2 separate regions of the Anser cygnoides genome follow, and region 1 is linked to region 2. The links are chromatin contacts, called in public Hi-C maps. All regions are on one chromosome and are shown on one strand. The core of a region is the stretch at or near the end of the contact, and the rest is flanking DNA. Distances in the headings are between cores, read along the strand shown. Region 1 holds the start of ARL11 (ADP ribosylation factor like GTPase 11). Region 2 overlaps CDADC1 (cytidine and dCMP deaminase domain containing 1).

Region 1 (3,936 bases), core at 411-2,910, 150 kb before region 2:
CCGGCGAGGTCAAGCCCCAGCATGACCACTCGTGCTTCTCTTCTGCGCCAGCCTTTGGAGATCAGCTTCCCCATCGAGATCCTGCCTCAAACAGTGGGGGAAAAAAAAATAAAAAAAGGAACGTAGACAAAAAAAAGTGTATTTCCTGGATAATATCAGTTAATAACAGAGCACTCGGTTCTGCTTTGCTTACGTTTGCTGAATGAAGGATCAGGCAGCTTGCTTTTCTCCTCTTCGCAGCTAGGACGAGGCAGAGCTCTTATTTTGGAGGTGTGGAGCGGAGCCAGAGAGCGTGGTCCGAAACGGCGACTTCTGCCTTCCAGCTCTGCTGCCCCCAGCCTCCATCGCCACGCACAGCCTTCAGCAGCTGGCGCAAACGGGAGGCAGCATGTTGCAGGAAGAGGTGGGGAGGCGGCGGGACACGTTTCCTCCTCATCATGGACAGAAATAAACGAGCTTTTGTTCATTGGCTTCTTGAGGGGAAATCCACCCCCGGACAGACAGGGAGGAAGCCGGGTTTCAAGCACGGGGTTGCTCTGGGAATTTGCTGAATCACAGCTCAAGGGTGTGGATTTCAACACGAGCAGCACCGACGGGTTTTCAATGTTGTGCTAGCAAAAAATCCAATCCAGCATCGGCTTTCACTACCTGCTGCACAGAGAGCAATGATGGGTTTAAAGAAATGCACACAAACACGATTTTTAATGTCTCGTGGAAAGATGACCAGCCTGAAAAATCTATAAAACTCATTACGTCGAGATACTATATTTTAATTTCCATATGTGAAGCAAAGTCAGCCCTCTGTGGCTTGGCAGGGGGGAGGGAAATCCCTTAAAAGAAGGGAAAAACGTTTAACAAGGCGGCCCCAGTTGAACTTTACATGCCAGAGGCTGCTGGGGACGTGTAAGGGACCGCCTGGTCCTACAGACCATCCTTTGCTAGGTATTTCTGCGAGCAGAGGCTGAAGCACGTCCCGTGCAGGTCTCTGCCATCGTTGGGGCTGGTTGGCACCAGGTGCCACCACGAGGTCTGTGGGCGTGCGAAACGTGTTACTTGGCTGAGGATCTAGGTTAACTCAGAAGCCAGCGCTTATCTGCAGTGCTGTCACGTAGATCATCTCCGGGCAGCAACGCACCGCCACGTGCGTGATAAATCAGGCAGCGTGCGTTCATGTGCCATCGCTTCTGGAAATGGTCTACACACCAAGGGAAGGGCGGGATGCTGGCTTGATGGGAATAAAGCAAGAGCTGTGGTAGGGAGCGCAGTGATCCTCGTCCTCCGGGGGCTGCTCGCCCATCCCGCAGGCTGTGCTGCAGCCCAAGGGTTGTCCACTGGTCTGAGTCCTTTTCCTTAAAATGAGTTAAATTGGTGCCTGGATCCTTAATCTGCTGCTTCTCCGTTTTGAGAAACCCTTCCTCCTCATAGTACATTGGGCTGTGAGGTCTTTGTGATGGGTATTTTGTGAAACACCAGTGGGTCTAGCGGGCTGCCCCTTGAACCTGCCATGCTCCTCCTGCCTTCGCCGCTGACCTTCTCTGAGGCTTGAGTTGTTCATTCATAAAACTAATTTATTTAAACTGGAGTGTAGATACAGGAATCAAGGGTGGAGATCCTATCATCTGACAAACAACTATCTGGAATATGTTGCAATGGGCATCACCCTCTAACACACTACAGAAATAGGCTTCTTCTGTATATATATATATATATATATATATATATATATATAAAAGGAAGAAGAAGAAGAAATAAAGCAGAATAAAGAATGCAACTAATGCAACTGTGCAACTAGGGTGCAGTTTTAAGTGCTTTTAAGTTTTCTGTGACCCAGAATAACAGAGTAGATTAATTCATGGGCAAATAGAGAAGTAGAAGCAACTCTATATTCTTTTTTATTATTATCATTTTATTATATTTTATTTTATTTTCTCATACCCCTGGTATTGAACTGTAGTCTGTTTTCTTTCTCCCTGCCAATTGTTCCAAACACGGGATGCAGAAGATACTTACAGAGTCTGTTCCAGCCACAGCTACGTTATAAAAGCATAATATTCCAATAAATAATACATGGGGGCAATTGCAATTTTGTGTAAGAAAGACTGGAAGAAAAGAAAGTAAAAGCAGACGAGATGAGCGCTGGGTGATTCTGTTGCTGGAGCAGAAAGGCTATACACTAAATAATTCAGAAACTCTCTTCAGAGGCGAGGGCAGCCCTTACTCCAGCTACATCTTATGTGGGCAGAACAAACGGTCTCGCCTTGTTTTTCATGTCTCTGAATCCACAGGAGCAAAGCCAATCGTAGCTAATTCCGCTTGTAATTTCATAGAATTTCAATTTATTTGTTTGCTCCTTCTTAGCCATGTATTTCCCTGTTTCCTGGATATTCTCCACAAGGAGCAATAACGCGTGACGGGACAGAATCCCCCTCCTCCACATGCCCTAAATACTCCTGTTACTGGAGAATCGCTGTATTTGCTGCCAAAGCATTTTGACCACGCTCCATGGGGTGCATACAGGGCAAAGAAGGGGACTTGCAGTACAGCATGAGGCACGGGCTTCGGAGAACAAGCCGAGAGCTGGTGGTTCCCTCTGGAGACCACCTCGTTTCAGGGCCAGACGAAGATGCTCTTAGCATGGCTGTCCAGATAACCTTCATGCCACGATGTTTATGTAGGCGTACATAAACCAAATGTTTATGTAGATAATATGGGTACTTCATTTTTTTTCCCAAAAATTTCTTAATGACCTCACAAATCTCACCCAAGTGATGGTCACAATATCCATGTGAGTGTCAGGGCACTGAGGGGGCCTCACCACCCTCCCAGGGGGCGTCCCCACAGTGTCCCCAAGCAGTGTCACCAGGTGGAAGGAGCTGGGACGGGGCTTTGGTCCAGCCCAGGTCACCTCCTTGGAAGGCAGCACCAGGGGGAGACAACCTGGAGTGGAGCCAGGAATAACAGGAGTAGATGTGGTCCTTAGGATGAGTGTCCATGGTCCTTCAGAGGGCTCCTGCACCACTCCTTCAGGGCCGAGGGGTAGGTCCGACCTGAGGGAAGGTTGGGGGAAAATCCCTCTCCTCCCAATGGCGTCTGCTTGGAGCAACAAGTGGATCTCAGCCCATCAAAAGCAGACTGTGCCTTCATCTCCAATCCTGAGATGTTGAAAATCAGTGTTGATGGGTAGCTGCAAGAACCAGCAGCTGAAGCCAAGGTGCCTCTTCCCGAGCCAGAGTCCTGGAGGCTCAAAAGCTGGCTGAGAGCACACTGAGAGCAGTGCAACACAGCCACAGGCTTTGACAGGCTGGAGGAAAGCACTGTAGTGATGTCTCTTCACAACATACGGCTTCTCAAAGTCGTTGACCTACTTCCAAAAGTTCAGTGACAAGATTCACACAATAAAATTCACAGCAGACATTGAGCACCTGCCCTTCACATGCCCATCAAGCATTTGGGAGAGTTGCTTTTACCTCAGCTGAAATCCCTCCCAGCCCCAATGCCTGGCACATCCTCAAAAATTTGGGTTTCCTTGCTCAGCACTGGCCAGTGGTGCTCCAGCCCATGAGTGCTGCTGTGATGGAGCTGCTCCCTTCACAGACCATCCCCAGCTGCCCCTGCTCCCCTCCTCTGACCCTGTCCCTCTTCACAACCCCAAATGAAGAAGTTTCTACCTCATTCTGGGCCTCTCTCACCAGAGTTTGTTTGGCTAGGATCACCAAACTGGCCATGGCTGAGCTCTGTGAAGAACAGCTTACAGCTGAGCTCCACCTTGCACAACCACACAAGTTGCCCCCCTGCCACAAGTTTGCATTTGAAAGCCAGGGGAGAAACCTCCAAGACCACTACCTGTGGCTACTGGGCTCCAGCAGCCAGTAGTTTGAGTTACTACATCTTTTGTATGCAATTGTTGAGGATATTTCATAAATATTGTTACTCCGA
Region 2 (4,328 bases), core at 812-3,311:
GCGCCACAGGCCTGCCTCCTGCTGGCTCCTCTTTCCAGGAATGTGACAGCAGGAAAAGCAGGGAACCCACCAAAAACCTTTCCTGTAGCACATGTTGCAAGTGGCTTTACAAAGCCACGACAAAAATCACCTCTTCCATCTTAAGGATCACCCGGGGGGGGGGTGGGTGGGGGTGCTAACCCAGCGCTAACACCCACTGAGCCGTGTGCTGGGGCTGGCACCTCCAGCACGTTGAGGTTTTTACAAGCAGCTGGGCAGAAGGAACACCTCACCACCAAGCTTACGGGTACGAGCAAAGCCCTTTGGCTGCAGGCAGTATGACAGGACCCAGCTTAATCACCACACCATCGCCCAGCTCCTCGTCGTTAAAGAAACAAAAAAAACACCAACTGGCCAGCGTAGCTCTCCTGGGGAGAGCTAGCAGCCTGCTGACAAATGGAGTATTTCTTCTGAGGGCACACAGACGACAGGATCATGTCTTGTGGGCCACAAAAGTGCCTTGCTCAACTCTTGAGAACAGAGGCCCTTTATTTTCAAATTGCCGGGTACCTCTGCTAATGTACAGCACTGCACTCTGTGGCGCAGCTGGCCTGACAAAGGTTTGGAAGGGCTTTAAAAATGCCCTCGTCAATGCCAAGCCTGTTGCATCTGTTCGGAGCCCTGCGCAAACACGCAGCCGGGGTGAGCGTTTCAGCAGGCGGCACGCCCCGGCACGGCCCTGCCCGGGCAGGGAGCAAACACAGCGTCAGGGAGGCGGTCAGATGCCTGCCGGCCCTGCGCGCGTAGGGCAAGTGGGAGCCTCCCTGTTTTAAAGCTGGGTGTGGGGAAAAAATGATATTCACAGAGGGACTCGCCTTGCGCCCCAAGGAGTGTCAAGGGCAGAGCCGCAATTAGCTCATGGGATGGAGCAGGTTTGTGTCGTGGGCTGGCCGCAATGGCTCGTGCTGCCTGTCAAATGGGAAAGGAAGGAGACAGCAGGGGCAGGCGAGAAAGCCACACTTCCCAGGAGATGTCAGGCAAGGGGGAGAGACATCAGCCTGTTCAACAACAAGCCCAGCGCTCTGGCTAGTGCCCCTTCCAGCCACACAGCCAGAAGCTTCTGCTTCTGCTGGTTTTTGCTTCCTCCTGATAAATCTGCCTTGCCCCATGCTTGGAATGAAAAGCTATCGGCAGTTGAATGTACTGGCATGCGTACTATTTTAAAGACATCTTTCAGGCCTTTCTGAAAGGCCATTGGGAAGGAGGAAAATGTATCAATGCTGGCCTTTATGAGACACATCCCTAAGGCCTGGCTTTTGCTAAAGTTGTTGAAATACTTCATGGTTCCTCCAGGCTTCTTCAACCTTTTATTTTTTTCGCCAAGTTAGAAATTTAGCTGCCCTGGGGGAAGATTTACTGGCAAAGGAGTGAGGTGACCTCACCAGAGCTAAAGGGAAGATAATTGAACAATGAAGGCAAAGGAAGAGAAAAACACAGGCAGACCACAAAGGCTTCATTTGTGTTAATGAGCCTCTCTAGCTGCAGTGAGTGGCGTGTTGCAGAAGTAACCGGCTATGTTATAGCTGGAACAGACAGATGTGATCCCTTCAACAGTGGTGGGAGTTCAGTGGTCCTGTGACCTGAGGAACACCATCCCACGATGAGGAGGAGTCTGGCTCCTTGGCAAAAATGAAGCGGAAAATTTCAGGTACAAACCGATCCTCGTCGGCGTGCTGGAGATAAATGTCACGCCACAAAATACCCGAGGGAAAAGCTGTGCTCAGCACGTCCCTCTGCATGTCTCTCCCTAGCCCAAACATGGTTAAGCCTGTGCTGCCGCGACTCACGCAGCGCCCTTCACCCAAACGGCAGTCGTGCCAGCCTCATTTTTTTGTTCATCACATTTACGGCTTTTGTGCCGCCTCGAGTGCTCTGGCACTTACGAGTCTCAGCACACCTTCGCCTTTCGGTGCCTGAATCAGGAGCCGCGGGGCTATTTTTGGGTGTCTGCAGCACAATGCATGGCAAAGCACCGCCCGCCCCCCTACCGGGCAGGGCCGCTGCCGGTGCCCGCAGAGCCGCAGCCCTGGCCGGGCTCCGGGCCCCGGGCTCACCGCGCTCCGTGGCCCCGCGGACGCTGCCCTCTGCTGGCTGCGCCGGGCACTGCGCCCTCCTGCGGCTGAATTGCTGCCGGAGATGAGCCTGAGCTCTTTTTGTAGTAGCCAAGGCCAAACGGCAACAGCTTAGAGAAAGGGAAGCAGGTTTAGGAGGTGTTGCTGAGCTGGGCTTGCTGAGCCAGGCAGGGAATTGGCGGAGCAACTCCTTGCTGCTGCAGGGTTCGTCTCCAACATGCCCCAGAGGCATACACAAGTGCTCTGAGTTTCTAGGGAGTGTTTTGTCACGCCTGGAGTCATAAAGTCGTGAAGGTGCCCCTGCTGTTAGGGGAAGGCTGGTTCCAGTGGAAGATGCTACCAGAGAACAGACCCGCAGAGCATTCTGCCTGATACCTAAAAACACTTAGGACTAGGTGCTGACCATGCCCGTGTGTATGGCACGCAGAACTGGCACTTCAGCAGATAGCTAAACAGGTCTGGGGAAACAGAGGGATCCCAAAGAAGATCAGTGAAGTGTTTGACAACAATTCTCCGCAATTACCTTTCCCTGCAGACTGGAGTTGGGGTCTGCCTATGTGGCACTGTGACCGTCTTCATTAACGAGACGATAATTTGAATCTGTTAGAGATCAGCAAACACCATCTGCCTTCTTTGCTTTTCTAGTCTCTAAGCAATGTCGCTTACTGAATCTAACAAATTAAAGCCAAACACGTTCTATTTAAAGCCTGGTTCACAGGCGGAATAGCTAAAACAGAAATCTGTTGAGGAGCACAGAGGTTTTCAGAACAGTCCCCGCATTAAACACGGCTCTGGGCAGCCTGTGCCACTGCCAGCCCTGCTGACCATGTCCCACCAGCCGCTCACTGTGTGTCTACGGCAGTGCTGCCGTGCGTGGCCCTGGGGCATGAGCCAGGCTTGGAGCTCATCAAGTAGACTCAGGCAGGAGGTGCTGCAGGGACCTGTTGTGCTTCTGGATGGTCAGAGCTATGCCCACTTCCATCCCTTCCAGCCAAGTGACTCCCTGAGGCAGCTCTCACTCTCCCAAGCATGGAATTAACATCCATTAATGCTTGTGGGGCCATGGGAAGGGACCCCAGCCGTTCCCCGGGGCTGGCAGGAGGCAGGCTGAGGCTGAGACAAAGTCTCCAGGCAGAGCAGAGGGTGGCGATGCAGCTCCGCAAACAGCTGCGACTGCAGGAGCAAGGACAGCGCCCGGCCAGTAAAGGGCGTGCGTATTTCGAAGCACTCTGTAGCATTTCTAATAAACCAAAGCACTTAAAAATACACTTCAGTACTTACTGAATTTATTAGCTGAAAACATGTTTTGCTGTAAGGCAAATAATTAACAGAGAAGCTCTGTAATTCTCAGTCTAGAAGCCAAATTACTACTGGTGGTTAATACCTGCGATTGAAATGACTGCTCCAGCATGGATGGAAGAGACCCAAAATGCATATCGAAATTTCATACGTATATATAAAATATATAAATTCTACGTTTCGTAATTTTAAATACAGTTTTCTTTTTAAGTACGAAACAAACACGCTAGAGTTCATTTGCAAAATAAGCACTGCAGGAGATGCCCAGTCTTTCCGTGCTCCTCTCGGGTAAGCAGATGACATGCACGGCAGCGCCTACGGAGTCTGGGGGCTGTGAGAAACCCCATTCACATTCTTCCTAGTGGTCAGGATAAAGACACTACTTTGCAATTCCAGCAAGAAGTAAAGAAGTAGTGTTACACCGATAATCAGAGAAATTTGTGAACTTCTGGACGAATTTGTAGAAAGATGGCATGACAGACAGTCCGTCTTCCGAGCCTTCAGCCCTAAAAGCAATTCCAAGTTTCACAGGAAGCTTTGTACAAAAATACCTTTTTAAAAAAATCAATAAAAAGTAAAGGTAAAATCTTAACTCCTCATGAAGTACAGACCACCAGCAGCATTCGCTGCAGTGTAGTTATTTAATGTGATGTGCGATATTTGATGCATATCTTGATTTACCTCTCCTTGTACCCAGGCCACCTACAACCTTTTGGGGACTTTTCAATTTCAGCTTTTCCTGCACAGATACAGATTTCTTTACCTATTTTGATACCAGCTGACTGATCAGTATAAACATGAAGGGGCCTTAAATCTGCACTGTTTTTTCCCCTGCTTCTACCTCAAGTAGAAAAGCACTACCAATGGATTACAGAAACATGGTTTCGGGGGATAGGGTGGATTTTTTACTTTAATCTG

What was found. A called contact is a pair of places that touch in the nucleus more often than the background predicts.
Region 1: a Hi-C map of liver shows a contact between it and region 2, with 1.9 times the contacts expected there. The contact joins the promoter of ARL11 here to the enhancer-like site in region 2. A contact is called at or near these places in 3 of 7 Hi-C or Micro-C datasets (granulosa cells and liver).

The regions. Positions count from the first base shown.
Region 1 is chr1:183,261,344-183,265,279 of Taihu_goose_T2T_genome, reverse strand. ARL11 (ADP ribosylation factor like GTPase 11) reads right to left here and starts at 1,660. Exons shown (of 2, transcript XM_013179525.3): 1 at 194-1,660; 2 at 1-81. The coding sequence starts at 74.
Region 2 is chr1:183,115,839-183,120,166 of Taihu_goose_T2T_genome, reverse strand. It overlaps CDADC1 (cytidine and dCMP deaminase domain containing 1), which reads right to left. Exons shown (of 9, transcript XM_066988954.1): 9 at 3,376-4,328. Among named protein-coding and RNA genes, the nearest start is that of CDADC1, 16 kb to the right of the region's middle. Within about 2 kb of position 2,061, at least 1 of the 3 cell types and tissues checked has open chromatin away from gene starts, as enhancers often do.